Linked DNA regions of Oryctolagus cuniculus: region 2 is linked to region 1. The links are chromatin contacts, called in public Micro-C maps. All regions are on one chromosome and are shown on one strand. The core of a region is the stretch at or near the end of the contact, and the rest is flanking DNA. Distances in the headings are between cores, read along the strand shown. Region 1 holds the start of CREB1 (cAMP responsive element binding protein 1). Region 2 holds the start of KLF7 (KLF transcription factor 7).

The links. A called contact is a pair of places that touch in the nucleus more often than the background predicts.
Region 2: a Micro-C map of ear pinna shows a contact between it and region 1, with 7 times the contacts expected there. The contact joins the promoter of KLF7 here to the promoter of CREB1 in region 1. A contact is called at or near these places in 2 of 6 Hi-C or Micro-C datasets (ear pinna and an unstated tissue).

What each region holds. Positions count from the first base shown.
Region 1 is chr3:32,261,787-32,269,150 of mOryCun1.1, forward strand. It overlaps CREB1 (cAMP responsive element binding protein 1), which reads right to left and starts at 3,103. Exons shown (of 8, transcript XM_070070298.1): 1 at 2,937-3,103. LOC127491851 (a long non-coding RNA gene) reads left to right here and starts at 3,123. Exons shown (of 4, transcript XR_011387144.1): 1 at 3,123-3,364.
Region 2 is chr3:32,706,179-32,713,739 of mOryCun1.1, forward strand. KLF7 (KLF transcription factor 7) reads left to right here and starts at 3,252. Exons shown (of 4, transcript XM_051848248.2): 1 at 3,252-3,896. The coding sequence starts at 3,795. It overlaps LOC127491571 (a long non-coding RNA gene), which reads right to left and starts at 3,327. Exons shown (of 2, transcript XR_007920306.2): 1 at 3,165-3,327; 2 at 1-103.

The DNA.
Region 1 (7,364 bases), core at 1,853-4,352:
GGCACACAGCACATCAAGAATTTTCCAAGACTATGTTACAGGTTAGGTTGCCTAAAAACAAGTTTATGTAGCCAAATCTGATATTTATGGAATAAATGAAATTATAAATTCTAGTGACACACTATAAGCATTAAGTTACATGTAAATAATTTTCTGCACTGTGGGGAAAATACTTAAATGATGTGAAATGGAACAGCTGGTTTCATTATAACATGCTGTACAGAAACAAAACCAAATAACTTAGAATGAGACAAAATAAAGCCATTTCTTTTTGAAGAAAACAAATTATCCACTAATCACATCTAATTAGTTTCAAAAAGAAAAAGGTACCATTTCATGAATCAGGCTTTAAGCCCCAAGTTTCCATTTTCTGTGAATATTTCAATGACTTAACATTTATCTCAAAGTTACCACTAGTGATATATTTGTTATTCAATTTAAGTATTTAGAGTTGTTCTTTACACAGTGCAATGGGACATAATGGGTTAAGTTTTTTTTCAGGCTGTTATGTGAGGAAAAGTCGTTCAAAAGTAGTAACATTATAGAGTTTTAAGTTCCAAAAGAACACTCTTCAGGAAAATTATGTCACAAAGAATTCATTAGCTTTCTAAATGCAAGTGTCCACTAAAAAAAAAAAATTTAAGTAGACCCAGCTGTAATTTTTACTGAACCTAGGACAGCACAGAGGTTTAATTTCATGCCATGTTCCTGGTGAATGTTCAAATATTAATGACTATAAAAGTTTGAGAAATCTCACTTGGATTTGCTAATATTCAAAAATTATGAATCTATAAATTTTAAAGACCTTTTGGATAAGACTGAAGAAGGAATGCACTAGAAACTTTTTAAAAAACTCAGAAAAAAAATCTAACTGGTTTGCAGGAAAAATTTATTAAGGAAAAAACAGTAATCTACCACCACCAATAACTTCTTCAGTGTTTGGAAATAAAAAAGGAAATTCCCTTTATTTGCATCTTCTCAAGTTTCTCAGCAATGACAAATTGCCAATGTGGTCTTTTAAAGACTAGCAACACAACTACAAGAAAACTGACTTAGATACAGGAAAGTCAGAAGAGAATGCTGCTCCCGCCGGTCAGGATTTACCCCTAAACCAGAAGAAGCCTTGCATGTATCAATCACAATTCAATCACACAGTGACAGGTGAGTATTTTTAGAACAAATTATCTGTTCATCTCTCTCACCATCTAAAACGACCGTTTGGGGCTTCACTTTTAAATCAGGAAATGCTTAAAAGTACAAGTTGTCAATAGGCAGCTACCGAAAAGGATCTTACACTAAACCTTCAGAAGACAGACCTAAGGGCAAGCTAAGGCTAGAGTGAAACTCGGTAAGGAGCGACAAATCTAAGTAGGTCATACTGCACGTCCTTTAAAAATGTGGTGTTTTAACCTTGTGTCAGTGACTTTACTGCTGTCCCTTTTCTCAAAAGACGAAGAAAAGTAAGTTTTGTGGCTTAAATTACAGAATGGGGTTCCCCACTGTATGCAAGACAGATCATGGATACTGTTAATGTCTACTTTTAGCACTGTTAGGACATCCATTTCTCATTAAAGTTTATAAAGAGATCCGTGGGAAACTTGGTAGGGGGTGAGGAGAGACCCAGGTGACTCACCCAGCTGACATGTGTGCACCCCCCTCAAAGTGATGCAAAACAAAAGTACGTCTGCGAATGCTCGTTTCAACGAAGTGTTTCAGAATGTTAGACCTCAACTGGTTACTACCTAACTGAAAAGGGTTAAAACCGAAACTGTTTCAAACACCAGCTTCCCTTTTACAAGATCCCAACAGGTTTCTTTTTTTTTTCTTAAAGTTATTACAAATGTTTTTCTTAGCACCCCGTTCCTTCCAAAAAGAATGCATTTCCATGGCTACTGACTTTTAAAAAAAGAAGCGGGGGGGAGGGGGCAGTAAGGGAAAGAGTCAAAAATTCCCTAAAAAAAGCACGACCTCTCATCATCTCAATTGAGCGGCAAAAGGGCAGAAGACAGCCTTTCCCCAACGTTGCGGGAGCGGGGGGCGGAAAAGGGCACCAAGAAAAATACAGCACGAGAAGAAAGCTTGGGGTTCGAACTTTATTGCACAAAAGAGCGTGGAGGGGAGAGCGGATCAGACGCTGCGGCTCTTGCCCGCGCGAAGCGGGCACGCCGGGCTCGGAGGCTACCGGGAAGGCGGCAGGCACCTTCACCTCCTCTGCCCTCGACCGTCGCCTTCTTCTTCCTTCTCCACCCCCCACGGGCTCCCCGGCCGCGGCTGCCCCGCCGGGCCGAGTCGGGCCGGGCCGGGCCGGGGGCGAGGCGGGCGGCGGGGGCCGGCCGGCGGGCGAGCGAGCGAGCGAGCGGGCGGCGCGGGGGGCAGCGCCGGGCCGGGCGGGCGGCCTCCCCCGGGGCGGCTCCCGGCTCCCGGCTCCGCGCCCGGCCCGGCGGCGGCGGCGGGAACGCGGGCGCCAGCTCGCCGAGGCCGCCCGCCCGCCCGCCCGCTCGCTCGCCCGCCCGCCCGCACACACACCCCGGCCGCCGGCTCCCACCCCGCTGCCCGCCCGCCGCCCCCCGCCATGAGCGCCGCCGCTGGCTGCAGGCAGAGTCGCTGCCGCCCCGGCCGCCGCTGGCTCCAGTCCGCCGCCATTATTCTTTGTTCGCTGCGAGCGGCGGCGATGTTGTGGGGCTCGGGCGGAGGCTCCATCTTTACCGCGGCCCCTCCTGCGAGGGGAAGGCCCCGAGCGCGGGTGTCCGGCGCCTCCCCGTCCCCCCTCCGTCCCCCCGGCTCTCTCCGGCTCCTGCCTCCTCCTCCTGCTCCTCTTACCGGTGGTACAAGCTCCTCCGTCACTGCTTTCGTTCGCGGCCCGGATCTCGCTGGAGTTTTATTCTCTCCCCCACGTAACACACCGCGTCAAACTACACCTCCGCCGCGTCACTCACCAACACTCCGCTTCTCCCAGCCGCCCGGGCCACAGGCAGCAGCAGCCGCCGCCGACTGAGGAGCCGCAGCCAGGGAGCCAGCCAGCGCCGCCCAGTGCCGAGTGCGCAGCGGCTGCGCACGGAAACAGCCGAGCGCGGCCCGGAGCGGCTCGAGCGGCCCCGCCCCCGCGTTGGAGGCGGAACTTGCCGAAGGCCTTCGGGCTCCTTCGCGCCAGGCGGAGCGGGGCTCAGCGGGGAAGGGGCCGGGCGGCGAGGGCTGAGACCCGTGCGGGGAGGAGCGCTCTCTACCCCGGCGTGGCGTTCGGGGCGCTGAAACCCCGCGGCGGAAATTTGCAGGAGGAAGCGGGGTTGGTGTGTGACCCGGTGGGGGAATTCCCAAGGGTTCTAGGTGACTGGCTGGAAACCCCCCGCAGGCCTACCCCGAGGCGGTAAGCGGCGGGCTCTAGGGCGGCCACGGTGAGCCCCCGCGCGCCGCCGGCCCGGGAACTTTCAAACACGGCGGGGACGGTGTGGGTGCGGCGGCCACCGGGCAGGGGAGCGAGGGCCACCGCGCCTCGGCCGGCACCCGCAGGCCCGGGGCCTGGCTTGGGCGCTGGCGCTCGAGCAGGCCGCGGGGGGCGTCGCAGGGCCTTGGTGGCGCGGGCTGCCCAGCGGCCGCGAGCGGGGTCGTTCTTTGTCCGGAAGGCAGGGGCTCCGGAATTCGCGGTTGAGCCCTGCGACGTGGGCAGCCCGTCTTGGGGTTCGGTCGGAGCGAGGTTGCTCCTCCTCGGCGCTCGAAATTCGGCCCCACCCCACCTGCCCGCCCTTCTTGGGGCGACATCCTGTGCCTCATTCTCTTTTCGCCGCCTTTCTGCCGCAGTGGTTTGCGCACCCACCCCCACCCTAAGGCTGACACTGTGACTTCCGTGGCCTCCAGGCTGCTGGCACTGCTCCCCCAGGTCGCCCAAGGCCAACCACCGAGTCTCCTCTCCGCTCCTGCAGGCCTCTCCCTGGGTGAAGTCGTGTCCCTTGAAGCCGACTTGTCTTTCTGGAGTAGACCTGGCCCTGCTACCCACTGACTTCTGCTAGGAAGAGAGTTCTCCTTCCTGTTGCTGGCCATCCCCTTTCCGTTAGTTGTTTGCAGGCTTTCCTTCCTGCCATCTCTGCACCAATATTTTAACCATGCTTATTTCTACCCATGGTAAACGCCTTTTCAGCGACTCCACCTGTTAGCTCGTGGGCAGTCGCAGCCTCCTGTCCTTGCTTTACCCCCACTCGTGTAATGGGCTCCCTGGGCCGCTTTTGAGTGCCCCTCCTGTGCTTTGTAAGGCTGTCTCATACTCTTCCAGGGCCTCAGGTGTCCTCTGTCAAAGACCTGTCTGATCCTAAAACTCAAGCCAAAGCCTTCCTCTCGAACGTGGACACGTTATTTCCAACTGCCTTTGCTGCAGTTCATTTGGATGACTGAGGAATGTCAACCTGTACTCGTAGTATCATATTCCTTCCAAAACCTTTTTTCCCATAGCCTTGGCTCAGTAAAGTGCATTCTCTCCATCTGCTCAGTTCAAGCCAGAAACTTTACGGATCTCTAACAGATCAGAGTCACTTAGACTTGTCTGCTTCCTGAAAAAGTGAATTGTGAACTCTGTTTCCTTCCTACCTCTAGTCTAAGCTGCCTTCATCTCTTGCTTGATGGCTCATGATAAGCCCCATCCAGGACCTCAGAAATTGCCCTTGCCTCAATCCAGTCCATTTGCTGCACTGACACCACAGTAATTTTTTATTTTTTTAAGATTTATTTATTTATTTGAAAGAGTTACAGAGAGAGAGAGAAGGAGAGGCAGAGAGAGAGATCTTGCATTCGCTGGTTCACTCCCCAGATGGCCGCAATGGCTGGAGCTGGACCAATCTGAAGCCAGGAGCCAGGAGCTTCTTCAGGGTCTCCTACATGGGTGCGGGGGCCCAGGGGCTTGGGCCATCTTCTACTGCTTTCCCAGGCCATAGCAGAGAGCTGGATCAGAAGTGGAGCAGCCAAGTCTCGAACCGGCGCCCATGTGAGATGCTGGCGCTTAAGGCCACGGCGTTAACCCACTGTGCCACAGCACCGTCCCCACTACAGTAATCTTTTAAAAGACAGTTCTGGTTAAGTTGCTACCTTGCTTTGGGTCCTTGAATGGTCTACCCTTTGGCTACCACACAGTGTGAGTTCTATTATCTGGACTTGTCTTCCTCCACACCCTCTCCAACTGCCTAGCTCTCTGCACTCCAACGTGTTTTTCTCTCTCTGTCCCTACCACAGTCTCTTTTTGCTCCAAGGCATGTAAACACATGCCATTCCTTTCCCCTGGTAGTTTTTTCCCTCATCCACTCCTCCTACTTACCTGTAATTTATCACTCTCTTTTCTGATTCGTCATGCTAGTAATTATTTGCTTAGTGTCCGAGTAATACCTTACTCATTATCTACCCTCTCTCTCCTTTCCCACCTGGAAAAACGCACAATGTCTAGAATATAACAATGTTGGTTAAATATTCATTGAATGGTGAATGTCTGTAATCTCACTAACATTTTGGAGCTCAAATCCTGGCACTCTCGGGGGGGTCAGGCCTCAGACTGGTGGCTTATAAACAACAGAAATAATAAATCTCAGAGTTCGGGAGGCTGCCAGCTGGTCAGGTTCTCCTGAGAGCCTTCTTACAGGTTGCAGATACCCATTTTCTGCTTGCAGCCTCACAGGGCTGAAAAAGAGAGCTCCCTGGGGTTCCTTTATCACTGATCCCATTCATAAAGGCTCCACCCTCGCAGAGCTCATTTATCTCCCCAAAGCCCCACCTCCTGGCACCTTCATACCGGGTGTTAGGATTTCACCATATGAATTTGGGGAGGGCACAAACCTTCAGCTCTTTGCCCAAGTTCAGCTCTTACTGCTAGTGACTTTGGGTAAATTGTTCACTCTGTGCTTTAGTTTTCCCATCTATAAAGTAACAATGGTGATAATAGCACTTACCTGATACTGTGTACTTGGATCAATGTTTGGCATGTAATAAATGTTAATAAAATGTTGCCTTTAACTAGCTTCTGATTGGAAATCTCTGTCAAATACATTTTTTAAATTGAGTGTATCCTCTTCCTGCTCTTATTTACTTATTTGAAAGGCAGAGAGGGAGAGAAAGCTTCCATTCTCTGGTTCACTCCCCAAATGGCCACAATGGCCAGAGCTTGGCCATGCTGAAGCCAGGAGCCTGGAACTTCATCCGAGTCTCTCAAGTGGATAACCGGGGCCCAGCTACTTGTACCTTCTGCTGCTGCTTTCCCAGGCACATTAGCAGGAAGCTGGATTGGAAGTGGAGCTGCCAGTACCACCAGCCAGGGCTCCTATGGGATACTGGTGCTGGCATTGGCATTGTAGGCAATACTGAGGCTGGACCCCCTGCTCTTTAGACTGGTTCTATATGATACCAAGATTCTGGATTCATCTTGGCCTACACCAATCCCCATTGAATATGACAATTTAAAACATTTTATTTTGAGGCCCATATTGTGGCACAGTGGATTAAGCTGCAGCCTGCAATGTTATCATCCTGTATAAGCATGCTCCACTTCCAGTCCAGCCCCTGCTATTCATGCTGGGGAAAGCAGTGAAAGTTGGTTCAAGTGTGCTGGGGCCCTTCTTCCCTTGTGGGAGACTCTGATGGTTCTAGGCTCCTGTCTGGCCTAGGTGTAGGCAGCCACCATCTGGGTAGTGAACCAGGCCTGGAAGACTTGTCTCTCCCTCTCTAACTCTTTCAAATAAGTAAATTTTTTAAAAAACTTCTTATTTATTTGGAAGGCAAAGAGAGAAACAGATCTGCAACTACTGCTTCCCAAATGCTTGCAACAGCTAGGCTGAGCCAGGAGCTGGGAATTCAACCCAGGTGTCCCTTGTGAGTGATAGAAACTCAAGTATTTGTGTTATCAGCTGCTGCTTCCTAGGGTGTGCGTTAGGAAGGTGAATCTGAAGCGTAGCCAGGACTCAAACATGGGCACTTTAATATGGGGTGTGGGAGCCCCAGCAATGTGTTAATTGCTTTCCCATACACCTGCCCCATGGTAATTTTTCATTTCAAAATTTCCTGTTTCTTTTTATTCATAGTGACCTTCCCTTAGGGCTTATCGCATCTCAGTTGCTTTACTAATCCTAGGTGCTTTTTAACTTGAGAACTACTTATCCAATTCATTTTTTGCCATTCTGTCAGACCAGTGAGCCTCAGCAGTGTTTAAATCATGTGTTCTTGAATTCTGCTCTAGTGGGCTGTGTTCCCTCCTAACTTTGTTTACTCATTCACATGACCACTCTTTCAAGTGCAAGTTATTTTACTGAACACTTTGGGTGTATGCCAGGTTTGAAATCTAGTGTGGTATCTCCAGAAAGCAGATGTGGACCAGAAATGTTAAGTTTCCAGCATCCAGT
Region 2 (7,561 bases), core at 2,002-4,501, 440 kb after region 1:
TTGCTTCTGTAGTTCTCCCAGTCTCCTACATCTCAAAATATTCAGCAATCTGAGGTGACAAACTTTGGAGTGTGGTGCTCTCAACCCCAGCAGGTGCTATATTCTGTAGGGAAAATTAAGCCAACAATAAGTTTCTTGATTTAATATTTATTCATTAATTCAATTAGCACATGGCTATGCTTAACAACATAAATTGTGTTGATATAGTAGAGAATAAATGCATTTCAATAGCATAGAGTTTTATTTCCAAATGAAGTCCTAAGCAAATCTTTTTTTTAACTAATTGCTCTGCAATTTGGCCCATGTTTTAAGATTTCCTTTGAGGGGGCTTTCCTGGTACCATTCACATCAGGATAATGGGGCTTCCTGACTAATGAAGCAGAGCTTTCCTGGTGGGAAGAAACAATGCCTTGTTTCTGTTTAAGTATGAAACTTTATTATTTTAGCTAAACTATCTTCATTTCTAAGTCCTTGGGAAGTAACTTACAAGTTACTACTATTTCCTATAGCATTACTTCCAAAGGATAATATTATTAGAAGTATTATCAATGTCCTCCAAAGCAATGCTGTAGAGGAGACAGACCTCATAGTGAACTTGGTGGCAGACCTATATTTGAATCTGCATTTGCCACACAATAGACATAATAGAGGGCAAATTATATGCCTTCTCTGAACATCAGTATTTTCACCTATATAAAATGGAGCAGTGGTAGCTTCCCAACATAGTTGTGAAGATCTGATATGAATGTGTGCACTGAGAAGTCATTTAATATGTGGTAGTCGTAACAGTGCTGCTTTTTTGGGTTCACTTGATTGCCAGAGTTCCTTTGTGATTTTAATTTGTTGATTGTTGCATACATGTGGATACTTTGCATGTGTTTTGCAATATGAACCCAGGGTCTTTAGGTTAGAAAAAGTAAGTAAGTGTGACTACTATTGAAAATATGCCTTTTGGAACACCTTGCTGCATAAATCTCTTAGAACCAATTCTGAAATATTCTTCAAACCTTCTAAAACTGGTTATAACGGGATTTTCAGGATTTATTTTGTAAAATTTTAGTTGAGTTCCTTTGTAAGTTGGATGGCTAACATCTACATGGGAAAAGTTCAACAGAACTCCTCCAGGCTCCCTTCCAATTTTTATAAATGCCTCAAAAAGCCTGGAGCAGTCCCCCAGTCCTAGGATTCAGATGCTTCTGATTGAACCCCAGTTTGACCACTTCCTGACTGTGGGACCAACAAACTTACTGGTTATATCCAAACCTGGTGTCTTCTGCCACAGAACTGGGGGATAGTGAAAGTGCCTATCTTGGGGTTCTCCTGAGATTCAATGAACCATCACATAGGAAAATTTGGGTATATACAGAATATTCTAAGTACCTAATAAATGGCCAACAGCTATTATTGAAATCTTTAAATTCACACGATAGCAAGCATGTTTCTATTTGTACCAAAATGGTAACAACGTAACACGCTCACAAAAAAGCTCACTTGAGTCTCCAACACCAAATCAGATACTTTGTTCTTGCCCCGTCTTTTGCCTCCTTTATGGAATTTCCTTCTATGAACATAGCTTCCGTCCTGTGCTTCTCAATGGCCTTCTGCTCATTTCCCTATCCTACTAGTATGGTGTGGGGGTGCAGGAGAGAGGACCTTATAAGTAAGCAGCAAGGGCTTTCTACCTCCTCTCCCTGCCGTCTCTAAGATTCTGATATGCCCCCACCTCGGCCCCCATGGGTCCAAGTATTCTGGTTTCTTACAGTGGCAGGCAGAAGCTCTGATCTGTTAATTTACTGAAAGTCACACAACCGGTAAAGAGGAGCCTCCCTGGACATCCTACACAGCCATCATTTTATTAAAATCACAAATTACACAACGAATGCTGTAAATCTGCCCAACCAGAATTCCAGATGCTAACAAGTAAATTAGTCAGACATTCCTCCATTCCAGTTATTCCTGTTTCATTTTCCCTGGTAAATACTAAATTTCAAGTTGTTCCACAAAGCAGAATCTTTCCCATATTGTGATACCAAGTCCCATGTAGTGAAAGGAAGGCGACAGGAGGAAGTGGATTAAGGTGAATGTGTTTCCTTCCGTTATGGCTAGAACGAAGTACAAAATTCTGCAATCTTTCAAAAAGTAGAAGTTCTGTTCACAGTGCATTTGGGGGAAACTTGAACCAACACTAACCATTTAAGGTCAAGCAAGCCCTTGGTCAGCCCTCACAGCTCAGCTAACACCATGTCTCCTATTTGTGTCTATGCGCCGGCTCCTAAGGCTCCTCGCCTCAACGCAGCGTGCAGACACCGCGGCCGAGAGCCACACAGCAAGGCCCCGCCACCTCCAGTCTCCGACGCCGCCCTCAAGCCCTAGCGCCCCTCGCAGTCACCCCGGCCGGGTCGGAAGGAGCGCGCGGGAAGTGGCGGGCGCGCGCACGGGGCGGGGACAGCGCGCGGCGCGGGGGCGGGCGCAGGCGGCTCTCCTCACACCGCTCGCCTTTGTTCTCTGCCATTGTGTGGCACTTCCTCCTCAGGCGCTGCTGCCCTGCACCATGGCAGCCGTGAGGAATTCGTGAAGGGACTTTTGGTGCCTTTCCTCCCTTTTCTGTTTGTTTATGAGTACGTGAGGACCTCCTTGGCGCCGCCTCTCGCTCGCGGTCGCCCGCCAGGGCCACGGCAGGAGGCGGGGTGGGACATGTCCTCGCCCCCGCCGGCTTCCCCGCGCCTCCCAGCCCGGTTCTCCTGCAGGAAGCCTCCCTAACCCAGCACTCTCCTGCCCGGTCGCGTCAGGACCACTACGGCAGCGCGCGACCCCTTGCCCGCCTAGGGACGCGGGCTGCGAGCGCGCGGGGCTCCATCGGGCACCAGGGCGCGGGTCGGAGGCCGGCGCGCAGCCCGAGCCCGGCCGCTTCGGCGTCCCGGGAGCCGGCGCGAGCGTCGCCGCAGCCCGCCCCGTCCCTCGCGCTCACGCTCCCCGGCCGCAGCGCGGCCGCCTCAACCCCCTTATATAGCCCTCTAAAAATAGCTCGCATCGCGCCGCCTTGTAAGGCAGCAGGGAGATCCGCAGCGCGCCAATCGGTGCCCGCCGCCGGGGCCAGGCTCCGCCCCGGGCCCCGCTCCGCGCTCCCCATTGGCCCTGAGTGACTTCATGAGCCCCCTGTTTACCTTACATGGTCACACGCGGCCTAATAGACGCCCTCCTCCGAGATCCCACGGCTGCGCGCAGAGCTGGGCGGAGGGAGGGAGTTTGGGGAGGGGGAAGAGCAGGAGGAGGAGAAAAGGGGAGGGGGGAGAGACTACAAACTAGCAAGGCTGGGGTGGGGGGTGGGGAGGGAAGGGAAGGGGGAGAGAGAGAAGCGATCGCGAGAAAAAAAAATGCAACCTCCCAAAATAAAGAGCAAAGATTGCATTAGGAGCGAACAGCGCTGCAGAAATAGATGGCAGCTTCGTGTCAGTGAGTTTGCATCCCCCGTCCTGATCCACGCGCCGGAGTGATCAGAGCCCTGGAAGGGAATTGTTACTCCCGTGAAGTCCCCTTTCCTGGCAGCCGTCTGCACTGTACACGCTGGATGCCTCGCTCCATCCACCCCGCTCACTCTCTCCTCTCTCACCTCCTCGCTCCCTCTCTCCTGCATTGATTTTTTTTTCCTTTATAGTTGACTGAAACAAAACAAAAACAAAAGGGCCACTGGATGTCTGCCTTCTTGGGGGGTGAGCCAGACAGACTGACAAACAAACAGCCCCGACTGTGTCCGGGGGAGGGTGTCTCCTCGCGTTGTGCCCGGCGGCAGCAGCATGGACGTGTTGGCTAGTTATAGTATATTCCAGGAGCTACAACTTGTCCACGACACCGGCTACTTCTCAGCTTTGCCATCCCTGGAGGAGACCTGGCAGCAGGTGAATGATTTAAATTACTTGTGTAAATCGTGTGTCGGTGGAGACGAAGGGGCTGCGTTGGTGTGGGCTGGGGTTGAATTTTTGTTTGTTCATTTTATTTTTCTTTTATATCTCTTTGGACTGTATTTTGTTTAAAATGTTTTCTGCAACAGTCCTATGCGCTTACCTCTCCACCGGCCCCAGTACCGGTAGTGTGCTTTGCGGAGCAGCGGGTCCCAGCTGCCTGCGTTTCAGTCACCAACACACATCCTTGCGCACACGTTGTGGGGGCTCCCTGTCACCCACCCCCCTCCCCGAACAGATCTGCCGAACTTCTGGGGTTCGGAGGAGCCGGGTGGGAAGGGGGTTTGGGGTTTTAGGAGCGATCGCTGACAGGATACCACGTCAGTACGTGCAGGAGCTCTACCTTCTTGGTACCTTAATCAGGTTCATCTCTTTCAACTGGTGCTGACGACTGTCAGATGGGGGTGGGGGATGTTGGGGCAGGAGTGTTTTCCCGGTAAGGAGCTAATGTCAATAAAGGAATAGGAGCTTGCTTTTGAGATTAGAACGTGGGCAGAAGGCAGCAGAGCAAGTGACAAAAGATACTCAGGGATATCTACAAGGAGGATGGAAGATGTGTCTGTCTTGGGCTGACAATGCATCCTGGGCTTCCCCAGTGTAATGCCTCCGGAGAGAAAACACCCTTTGCCCCTGCCCTTCTCTCTCTCTCTCTCTCTCCTCTCCTCTCTCACTGGGGTCCCTCTCCAGTTAGATGGCACAAGCTCGGACAAAGGGTGGCATGTGCTTCCATGCCCGGGACTCTGTCTTAGAGGACTAGTTAGGAAACTCCTAGGATGCTGAGGGCACGGACACTAAGTTGGCTGGGTGTCCCAGCGAGGATGAAGCGGGGCTGGGGACAAGTTCACCGGGCTTTGTGAAGTCCAGTAAAGTGCTGGTCAGTGAAAAGGGCTGGGTCTGCTGCGGAAACGGTGGTTTTTCCAGCAGCGATTAGGAGCTGCTGAGGGGACATTCTGCAGGGAAGATGGTGGGTGGGGGCGGGGGGAGCACGGGTATTTAAAAACCCCGGAGTGTGCACCATGGAAAGTCCAGGAAGACAGTCCAGATTTGCACATCGGAAGTGTGAACTTGTACAGTCGGTGCTGCAGAAAGCCACTTGCCCTTGGGGAGGGCTGCAAGAGGCTTGGTGTGTGGCTGCTCATGTAACTTCTCCGCTCAGGCTCAGTGACAGCAGCTTGTTAAGGCTAATGAACGGCTGAATTTCCTCTGCCAGCATCCAAAGCAGGATTTGCCAGCTTGGGGCTGGGATGTAACAGTTGTTGCTTTCATCGAGAGAGGTTTGGCTTTTGGTAGAAGGAGCTGGAGTGGCAACAAGGATCCTCTGCCTGAACCATTGTTACTAGTTGTTGTTCTCTCCTGATTAGAAGCTGTGAGTTTTCCTCCAGGTATTGGCTTCTGGTGTCTGTGTGTCAGCACATGCATTCCTCTTCAAGGATGCTGGCAGATACTCTGGACTTTGGCTCTCTGTAAACACACTTGATACATTTTTAGCATAAAGCATTTCTTCAATGCATCTTTAACAAGACTATCTCTCATGAAGGCACTCACTCCATCAATCTTTTTCCTCTTCTTTTTTCACATGCTAATTAAACCAAAATGTTGCCAGGATTTCATTTCTGAAATAGCCTTCATTTCATGCTGTCAGCTCGCTGGTGTCACATCAGTTGCATATTAACAACTGTCTAGACAGGTTAGGGAAGGGGATCTGTTGATTTAGTCAGCCTGCCCAAGGCAGCCCTTGTTTGTGACTAACTGTTAAGCAGAGCAGTTTCGGAGGGAAGAAAGTTGGCTTTATTTGTTACAGCGTTCCCTCCTGATGAATCACACAACTTTGTTTTTGGCTCAAGTTTTTGCAGTTAGTAGAGATTGCTTCGGGGAAGGCCTCTCCTGAAAAGACCTGCTTTTCTAGATCTGGTTGGAGAGATCGAGAAAAGAGAGATCTGGGAGGAACTCCAGATCTGCAAGGCAACATCATGGGCTTGGCCATCAGAGGATCTCTTCCATCTATTGTTTCCTCAGAGTCCCACTCAGCTCTTCCTGCTGCTCCCTCCCACTCCCCCTCCCTCTCTACTCCTCCCCCCTTTCACTGGAATCTCCAGCTTAGTGTCTGCAGGCAAAGAGATTTTCACCATCTGAGTTCCCTGCTTATTCCTTGCCTTAACTGCCTCCAACTGTCAAGCACCCTCACCTTAAAGCTCTTGGCCAAGTTATTTCAGAGGCATGCTTATTTCAGGTCCTTCTGAAATGCAACTTGTGGAAAAGCACTTTATAAGCGCAAGATAGCACTCTCAGGAGCCTCCTGCTCAGAACTCTCCAGTCACAGCTGCACTACATAGAGCAATGGCAGAAACCTTTAACTCTATCTCTTCCTTCCTCCTCCTCCCCAAATCCTCTTGCAGTTTCTGAGTGTGAGGGGTAGTGGTGGTTATACGGAACTGTTTGTTCCAAACCAACCATCAGATGGTGAAATGTTGAGACTGTTTGCTCAAAACAACTTGAGAAGGTTGCTACAAAGAACCCCAGGCAGGGGGAAGTTTCCTGATGCTCTTGGATAATCAGATTTTAGAGGTCAAATAAAGAGTAATTATTAGATGTTTTTCTTAAAGTGAACGGTGTACCTGGCCTCAGGGAGATGAGCAAAATATGGAGATTCTGATAATCTGATTTGGTTTCTAGAGAAAGGGTGGCTTGGATGATAAACCCAAGAACATCTGTGCATCAGGAAATTGAAGATGGACTATTTAGGGGATTTTATTTTAAACTTAGGATGTAGGATAATTGTCCTGCTTAATAGTCAGTGAGTCTGTGACAAAGTCATTGACTGTGACAGGGCCACCTCCTGTCATGGAGATCATCATCTTGACATTGGATTTTCAGGCAATGATGCATTAGCCACATGTGGCTCCAATTCTGAAAAGCCTTGCTGATATACTTTTAAAATCCAAATGGACACCCTACATTAACAGCGCTCCATTTCTGGGCTCTGACTGCATGCTTAAGTACTCGGCCCAAGTAATATCATCTCTGCCTGTCATAACTGTAAATTACACCGTGCTTACGTGGCCTGTTATTTTATGAAATTCAGGTGATACACAACTCTTAAAGCTACCAATCTTAAGCTCTTTGGAAACTTGCGGGAAATTTTCCAAGATCTGTCTTAGCAAAAGCAGGCAAAAGTCAAGGGTAAGACAGTGGCTGGAACAGCTTATAGGATACCATTTGATGATGGATAGAGGAAGATCTGTTTATAGGTCTCCTTGGGGAGGGCCTCCTGTCTGACCTAGAGAATAAAAAGGATTTGATAAAATACTATTATTTTCTTCTCTACTATACAAAGATTTTTAGAATTTTTATGTATTTACAGTGAGGCTGCTGTTTCATGAGTATAGATCAAGTAGCAATGTACTAAGTCTTATTTGGACTTAGCTTTGCTTCATGTCATTGAGGATCATGGCATGTTTACTTGAAAACTCTTAGGGAATTATGTTCGTTATTAATGCTGATTCACAATTGGCAGATGGGGTCAGTTTCAGGCCTCCCTTTAGCTTGGAGAAAATTTTCCACTGCTACTGGAAACAAATAAATAAATCATAGAACATTCCTCC